Regions from separate parts of the Hordeum vulgare genome. Here region 2 is linked to region 1. Evidence: chromatin contacts called from public Hi-C data. All regions are on one chromosome and are shown on one strand. Each heading gives the region's core, a stretch centred on a gene start, on an enhancer-like site or on the middle of the called end of the contact. The rest is flanking DNA. Distances are from core to core; before and after follow the strand shown.

Region 1 (4,199 bases), core at 991-3,490:
ACACCAATGACAGAGAGCAGCTGGCAACTCACAGTCAAGTAAACGAAGGAAATCAATATAATTTGCTTGGAATATGGCCATCTATTAACATAATCAGTTTGACTGACAGAAGAAGGCCATTGTTGCCTATGAATGTAAGCGCTTCAATATACAGGGCCAGTTCTTTTGGGCGGCTTAAAAATTAAGCCGCCTCTTCCCAGCTTAAAAGATAAGCCGCCTAAATTTGCTGGGACTTCTAAATTAGTTATCCCATAACTAGTTTAGAAGCCCCAATGAATAAGAGAAGCGGCTTATGAGGAAAGCTGGGAAGGAGGCTTTTTTTTAAGCCGTCGAAAGAAATGTCCCACAAAATTAATCAGCATCTTACAAACCCCCATCAAATTTAGTCTCAGCAGTCAGCACATTGACAGTACGAAGCTTTTCTGGGAAAAAAAACAGAAAGCAAAAGATTATATATGTTTCCTAAGGAAGACATTAGAAGCAAGGTGCCGCTGTGTGGAGCAACCAACATCAACAAATGAAGATGATAACTTCCAAGGTTTTAGCATATTGAAGATATGATCTAGGAATTCATAAGTGCTAAATGAAGAAAATATTTATGCAATAGCTAGATAGAGTGAAAGAGATGTGCTGCACATAAGCACCTTTTCCTCTAGGATAACTAGCTAATTGCTATGTAATGCAGGAAATGTGGCACTAATAGCATACCAAACTTATTAGGCACAGTAAGTCTAAGATGCCATGCAACTGAACAAAAAGGAAAACTACCTCCGGCACATAGTGGCTTGTCGGAGTTATTGTGACTTGGAGGTTCACTTGAGTAGAACGCGTTGGTACGAGGCAGCTGGCACCGGAAAACCCTCACACTGCAATCCAACGAGGCAGTCAGGATCAGCAAAATATTTTCAGTCTCTACTCGAAAGTTTAAAAGCCAACACAGCAGCCACGGGACTGGCTTCACCTTCTACGAGGATTGCCTTGGTTACGTGTCCACTGTTCGTGCTGGTCTCGGTGCAAGCACGCCATCGACGGGCACATGAACATGAACAGAGTGCGGTGGAATGCTGCTGCATTGCTCTCAATCGGAGCATAAATCTACAGAGATTGAAACCCAGTTTGAGATGAAGTTTTCATCGAATTAACTGGTACAAGTTCTCGAAAGAAAACAACGGGTACAATTGCTTCTAGGCACAAAGCAAGCACCTGGAGGACGAAGTGCAGGGGCTCGCCGCAGAAGCCACAGCATCTGGAGTTCCCCGAGGGCAAGTTCACGGGATCCAACCATGCCTGGACAAAATACACAAACACCTCACATTAGTACCTGCTCCAATCGCATAAAAATCAAAGTGCGCCACTTAATATGATGGCGTTATTGCACGGACCGGGATGCCTCCGGCCTTGCTGGGAAAGAGGTGGCGGAGGAGGAGGCCTGGATGCTTCGGCTTCTCCAGGAAACCAAGCATGACTTCTGCTTCTTCATCTTCGTCCTCGTCCTCGTCATCGTCATCATAGCCCGAGGCGGCCGCAGCCACGTCCATGGTGGAGGCGGGCAGAGGTTGGTTGGGCAGTTCTGTCTCATCATCGTCTTCATCATCCAGGGAGGTGATGCGAAGACCACGTAGCTTGTCGGCGTTGGGTTCCATCAACTCAGCTGCGGCGGAAAGAGATGGATGAGGGGGGATTCGTGCGGCTTTTCTGACAGGGTTGGGAAAATGGCCAAAATACCACAAGTCAAAAATCAAAGGTTTCAACATACAACTAGACAACCAGTGGAAACCAAAGTGCAGCCAGTTCAGTTTACATGACAAAATACCACTAGCGTCTGTCTAACATACTCAAAATTGAGAAAGGCATATGCATTTGCCCCTTCACACGCCATACTCTACTTCCAATTCAGCAGCAGATGAGAATCATTTCTAAATTCGCTGCACATGGCCGTGAAGAATACTACGCTGAACGAAAAAAAAAACAGGAAAAGATAATCATACTTGGCCGCTGAAGGTCGCGGCAGGCCGGCAGCGAGTCGGTGCAGGCGTGGCGACGCGGTCGAAGTCCAGCAGTACCCACGGGCAGAGGCGTCGGCGTGGTTCAGTTCTCAGTCGAGGGCGGCGAGCAGCTTCTGGACGGCGTGGGCGGCGAGCAGCAGCAGCCGTCGAGGTCGCGTGGGAGCTCGAGCCAGGGGGGATGGCGGCGGGGCAAAGAAATAGCGAAACGGTTTGCTGTTTCTGTTGGGCAGAAAGGAAAACCCTAGCCCGTCCTCCTGGTCCGGCTCAGCCGCGTCCGAAGCGCCACATAAAGCGAAACCGACCGAGATAGATATAGGGTCCAACCACTCGCTCGGACGGGAGCTCCCTCAAAACCCTCCCCCCCTGCCGCGCCGCCGCATAAACCCTTCTTCTCCCTCCCCACCCCCCGCCGCCACCGCCGCCCAGCGCGGGTCATGGCGCCCGCCCCCGCGCCGATTCGCGACCTCCTCACCTGCTTCAGCCACTCCTCCGACTTCCTCGCCCTCTCGTCCGGCGACGGCCGCATCAAGGTGCGGAATCAAACGCTGCCCATCCACACGACGGAGCGGCTCGTGTTGCCGCTTCCTCGTTAACCCGATGGTGTTTGCCCCTGTCGCAGGTATGGGACGCCGTGCGCGGCCACTTGCAGACCGAGTTCGCCGACCTCCCCGCGGTGGAGGTCGGGGCGCTCCCCGAGACGAAGCGCGGCCACCTCGCCCTCGACTACACCTGCATGAAGTGGGTGCAGCTCTCCTTCAAGGTGAGGAATCACCCCCATTTTTCGAGCTGTTGCTATCTGCCGCTGTGCCCCTGTGTGTGCGCATGCGTCATTGCTTGTGTTTTTGCCTAGCAGAGGAAGCGGAAGGCTGGGAGCTTGCTGCTCGTGCTTGGGACGGGCAGTGGGGATGTCCTTGCGCTCGACGTTGCTGCGGGCCAGTGGAAGTGGAGGATCAGCGATTGTCATCCTGGGTATGGCTGGTGGTTCAGTGCATTTGTGGAAACAACATCTTCTTAGTACGAAATGCTCATAATACCATGCCAATTACGAAAATCTTTTTCACATGAAGCACATAGCCACAGCTGTAATCTTGGCTTTGTTTGCTATTTCCTGTTAGGGTTAATCTTGCAGAGCTCGAGCTCACATGTGTTCACTTATGTTGGTGTGCTTTTGTATTTCTTCAGGGGTGTGACAGCTGTAGCATACTCGAGGCATGGGCGTAGTGTGTACACAGCAGGCGCCGATGGCATGGTCTGTAAGATTGATGCCTCAGATGGATCTGTTGCAGGGAAATTTAGATCTTCCTCCAAGGCAGTATCCGCCATGGCGGTATCATCAGGTATCTCTTCTTGATTTATATCTATTTTCAGTGTTTCACTACTCTCTATGTTGCTAAATCGTCCATGTCTCGCCATTTCATCTGCACTATGGATGTTTTTTGCATCTGTGTTATGATTTCTCCTTCAGTCAATTCTCGACATAGTTTAACTGCTCTGACTGACCCTTACAATAGTAAATAGTTGACGATCGCAGTGACCTTTATATTATATTAACAAATAGATAAAATTCTTTGACCATCTTTTATACGTGTTATCATGTTGGCGCCCTCATGGTGTTGGCCGAGTCACAGCCTATAGAATCTCTAATTAATCTTCACAGTTTGCTTTTCAAACTGTAACACACCTATTATCTACCACACACATGGATCCATTAAAGAAAATCCCACTGTTCTGAAAAATGCTTACTTGTATATATTCCTTTTTTCGTGAAATCAGAACTTTATCCATTTCTTAATACAATATATGTGCAAATGTATATGCTATTTTTAACATTATACTCCCTCTCTACCTAAATAATTGTAGTTGGGGAGAACTAATCTAATTCTCCCCAACTACAATTATTTAGGCATAGAGGGAGTATATCCTTTGAGCTAAGGGCTTGGTAGTATATAATATTCATCTGTATGTATATTACTAGTAAACATGCACGTCTCGACCAATGCAAATGAAATTCTAGTGATGGTTCTTATGCTGGAAGTTCAAAAAAAAATGGAACAAAGAACGACTATGGAGAAACCATCCAACAATAATATGCAATTTTAAAGCACACCACCAACTCAAATTGCTCTTTCAAGTTTTAAAGCGAAAGCAAATGTACAAAACCCATTTTTTTCATGCAAATAGTATAGTGGAGAG
Region 2 (4,793 bases), core at 2,274-4,773, 200 kb before region 1:
CGGCTCCCCTCTCACAGTGCCGCCTCGCCCAGTCAGGGAGTTGGTGATGACGAGTATTGTGCGACCACAGTGTCGCCTCGCCCGGTCGCAGTCGACAGCGGGCAGCGGTACGGTCGGCTCCACTTTAGACATGCGTGTACGGTGTCGTGGAGTGGTTGGCTCTATCGTCGCGTCCCGTCTGAGTGGTCGCGTCTTTTGTCATATGGGCATGACTTGGGGGGGGGGGCGACTCGCGGGTCGCCCGGAGCCAGATGGACAAGGATCCAGCCTTGAGCCGGCCTGCACGGGTGGAGCCGTCCTACGGGAGTCAGCGTGTGAGGGGCGGACCCGGCCCCGATGTTTGTGAAAAGCGAGCAGGAGGTGAGATGAGGCTACCCCGGGTTATCCCCCAACAATTGTCAAATTTTGGTCATGATTTCAAAAAATATTCAAACACATCCACAACCGGGGTTACTTTCACATGGATTATTCATCCGACGTGAACTTCCTTAATGAGGCTATCAACGGCAATAACCGATAAATTTAATATTCTTCAAACTTGGCTGCTTGAGTAACCAAATTTCCAAATTTGTATGGCCATAATTTGAAGCAAAGGATGGGGTCCAACATTGGATTTCAACAACTATCCTTCGACAACTATCTGTAATAGTTCTACACGGTGCATCCGAATCAATCTCCTTAAAATGTGACTTTCTGCAGTATCTTAAATAAAAAAAGCTAAAGCACGACTGCAGACAATCCTTATTCTCTTAAATTTCCCACATCAGTAGGTAGTTGTTTGTTTCCAACCAATAACCATGTGTTCACTTCAAATATTAGATCTCCAGGTTGACCATCGAGTGCTACCGCAAATTCATATTTGACATTCAGTACTCTAGCATAAGCTGATATAGATCTCTCATACACAGTTTGGAAACATTCAAATATGGTATTGGCGTAAACCTGTTTTTAAATCTCTTTTTCAGTTTTTTTTTTCAACTTCATTTAATTAATTTTTAGTTTTTTTTCTTGCCCTTTTTATAGTTTTCTCTCTCATCTGCTTCTTTATTTAAAACTAAAAGTTTTCTTTATAAATATGAATACATGATGGACATTTTTTACGTTAGAAATATTTTTAATAGATAATGATTTTTTAAAAAATACATATTCAACATTTTCTACTACATGATGAATAATTTTTAATATAATATGAACAAATTCGGATTACATGATGAACTTTTTAAATAAACAACAAGCATTTACTACATATACACGATGAACATTTTATAAAACATGATTAACATTTTTGGATTACACGAGGAACATCTTTAAATACATCATGAGGCCTTGTTTGGTACTAGTGTATTTTAGGGAATTTGTGGGGATTATCCCGGTCAAACCGCTCAATCCCACACATCCCATAACATCATTTGGTTCTAGTGTATTTGACATGTTTCATCCCCGCATTTCTCACAAATCCCCAAATTATAGTGCATTTTTCTCAATACCCAATACACTACCCTTACCTAGTGTATTGGGGATAAATAGGGATTTGAAGGGATTGAGTGAAGGTTGGAGTTTCACCCAACCCCTTGAGAATTATTCCCACCAATCTCCTCAAAAACACTAGTACCAAACAAGGCCTAAATATTTTTATACACGATGAACATGTTTTGCATTACACGAACATTTTTGGAATTAGACAATTAATATTTCAATGCGGTGTCAAACTGTAGAGCATTCGCACCGGAGAGGAAAGACCAAATGTAAGTTGGCCAGTACCGGAGAGGAACGAGCAAACGTAAGAAGGTTCTGTTATGGCTTTTTCTGGTTTTCCATTTTTTCTGCGCTTTCTTTTACTGGTTTCCTTCGAGTTGTTTTATTTTTTATTTTTCATTTTCGTAAATAATACAGATTTTAATATGTTCGTGTTTTCAAATATTTGTTACAAATTTGGAAAATGTTCCTGTTTTAAAAAATTATTTACAAATTCATAAAATGTTCCAAAAGTTCAAAAAATGTTTGTTTTTAAAAAATGTTCTCGTCTAAAAAACTTGTTCATAATTAAAAAAATGTTTGGGAATTTTCAAAATTTGTATATGTTTTCAAAAAATATTCGAAACATTAAAAATGTTTCATATTTTTTAAATGTCATGTTTTGGGAAAATGTTTTAAATTCTAAAAATTATTCTGATTTTCAAAAAAATGTTCCCATTTTCAAAAATATTTACTTTCATAAAACAAGTTTATATTTTACGAATGTTAAAAAAATGAACAATTGATTGGTATATTAACCGGGTCAGCCACTACAGTACACCCCGACTTGCTTCTAGTTGGGTTGGCCATGTACTGACTCTGTACGTCCATGCGACCTTTTGACGCACATGGCGTAGCTCCCAAGTCGTTTCCTCTCTAGATGTAGGAGGATGCATCAAGGACGACGACGGTTAGCCGGATTAGGTGACTCCACTCGTGATCTCTCTCCTCCCTCTCACATCTCTCACATGGACTGAACTATGCGATGGCGGAGTCAGCCTATAAGTGTGTTATGTGTGCAGGCATAGTGTGTGCGGTATGCGAGCGTGCCTGCCTCTACTCATGGGTGTGACGGCGTGAACATGCACGTCAACACTGCCTATTCCCTCCCTGCTATTTTTCATTATTTGTATTTGTACTTTCTTCATTTTTATTTACTTTGCATAATAGCTTTGATCTAAGTTAAATTTTGTAAAGTTGACCAGATTTATAGAAAATACTCCCTCCGTAAAGAAATATAAGAACGTTTGGATCACTCAAAGGAAATATAAGAGCGTTTGGATCACTACTTTAGTGATCTAAACACTCTTATATTTCTGTACGGTGGGAGTATATATATAAACTTCCATGATTGCAAATATATATGGATTGACTATTCATCATCCTGGATGAGGAATATTTATTTTTCATCCTCCTCTATTTTAACATCAATACATCGTAATTTTACGTTTCGTAAATTTTATTTTATTTGATTTAAAAAAATACCTTAAAAATATATATAATCATCGTAAAAAATATTTTACGTCATGTAAAACTATAAACATAAATAGTGTAAAATATACATAAAATGCATTTTTCTGTTCTTATGACATATATTTTTATTTTCATATGTCAATTTGTATGTAGTAAATCAATATAAATATAACTATTTGTATTAGAAATGTAATTTATTTGTAAAATAATCATAAGATTACCTTGCATGAAGAATAACTTATTCTGCATCCAGGGTGATGAATAGAGTATCTATCTATCTATCTATCTATCTACCATGGAAGTACATATATGTAATTTTGATTCTAATGGTGTGATTTGATATTGTGATGTCAATAATTTGTTGTACAAATCTAATCAATGTTTACCCTTTTTTTTTAGTAAATTATCAATGTTTAGCTAATCTGTCTTCTCTGTACCTGCGGAAGTTTCACGGTAACACGGAGCAGCGAACCGGAGCAGGCCTTCAAAGGTATCTGGTGGACTCGACCGGCCCGGCCCGGCCTTGCCTATCTGAGTGCTGTCTTCACTCTCTCGTCGGGAGGGTTAAGCTGGTGACGGATTCTCCCCTACCTATCGACCCACGCCGCCGCCACGCCCGCCGACGACGACGATGGCAACTACCGCCTCGCCGTCCACCACGACCACCCCCCGGTCCTTCCTCTCGTCGCCTTCCTTCTCCCTCAGGTACCCCACTCCTCCCCCCTCTCGGCACCACACCGCGCTCCTCGGTAGCTCGACGAGTCACTCGAACCGGTGACGTGCTTGCAGGGCATCGAAGTCGAGCCACCTCCGGACGACGAGAAGGCTGCCCGTTAATGTACGCTGCGCCAGCAGCTCTCCTGCCGCCGATGCATGTACTGTTTCTTCTCTCCAGCACTCTAGCCTCAAATACATCCAAATTTCGACCTAGTAGTGGTGTACTGAAATATTACGCTTTCATGGTGAAGCTTACACGACGAAGGTTTCGAGGAATGCCAACATAGCCAAGCTCCAAGCAGGCTATTTGTTTCCCGAGGTATCATTGCGTTAGTGTACTGTGATTTTGTTCTTGGTGATACTACCATATTAAGGATTTGGGTTTTGGTAGTGATAATCTCTCAACTTCCATTCAGATTGCCAGAAGAAGGGCGGCTCATCTGCTGAAGCATCCTGACGCCAAAATTATTAGTCTGGGAATAGGTGACACTACTGAGCCCATTCCGGAGGTCATAACAAATGCCATGGCAGAGGTATCTCATCGTTCTTAAAAACAAGAAATAGCTACTTGTGTTACTTTAACTTTGGTTACCCCAGGAAGTAAAAACACACACACGAAAGCACATTTCTTTGAACATGTTTGCAGATGTAAGGCTCATGTTCATGTTTTATTTTTTTTGGCAAAATGTCAATGCCCATGTTTATGTTTTTCCTCTGTAAAGGATGGCCACTCAGATATTCGATACAGTGCACATCTTTGCTGGAGTGGGCTAAGGAAGTTCATATGTTCATTCTGTTGCGTAATTTCTCTTTTGCGACCCAATACTGTTCTTTGACGGATCTACATATAAACGCAGAGGGCACACGCTTTATCCACAGTCGATGGCTACAGTGGTTATGGAGCCGAACAGGGTGAAAAGGTAATATGGCCTCTCACTTCACTATAACCTCCATTCTTAAATGGATGACCTCATAGGAAGAATGCAATTGAACTTATCTGATTTTGATTTAGAAATGCAATTGAATTTATCTGATTTTTACTTGGAACATATGTTAAATTATTTGGATTGTTTATGTAAAGATGCCAT

Evidence for each region. A called contact is a pair of places that touch in the nucleus more often than the background predicts.
Region 2: a Hi-C map of leaf shows a contact between it and region 1, with 4 times the contacts expected there. The contact joins the promoter of LOC123448864 here to the promoter of LOC123448863 in region 1. A contact is called at or near these places in 5 of 6 Hi-C or Micro-C datasets (leaf, seedling and an unstated tissue) and 1 of 1 datasets of contacts at active chromatin or transcription factors (embryo).

Annotation. Positions count from the first base shown.
Region 1 is chr4H:440,181,336-440,185,534 of MorexV3_pseudomolecules_assembly, reverse strand. It overlaps LOC123448863 (programmed cell death protein 2), which reads right to left and starts at 2,240. Exons shown (of 13, transcript XM_045125891.1): 1 at 1,989-2,240; 2 at 1,383-1,695; 3 at 1,204-1,287; 4 at 962-1,095; 5 at 769-866; 6 at 372-422; 7 at 1-20. The coding sequence starts at 1,643. It overlaps LOC123448861, which reads left to right and starts at 2,380. Exons shown (of 12, transcript XM_045125888.1): 1 at 2,380-2,536; 2 at 2,626-2,766; 3 at 2,860-2,975; 4 at 3,189-3,343. The coding sequence starts at 2,441.
Region 2 is chr4H:440,378,039-440,382,831 of MorexV3_pseudomolecules_assembly, reverse strand. It overlaps LOC123448864 (probable LL-diaminopimelate aminotransferase, chloroplastic), which reads left to right and starts at 3,523. Exons shown (of 10, transcript XM_045125893.1): 1 at 3,523-3,693; 2 at 3,778-3,863; 3 at 3,957-4,024; 4 at 4,122-4,238; 5 at 4,563-4,625. The coding sequence starts at 3,620.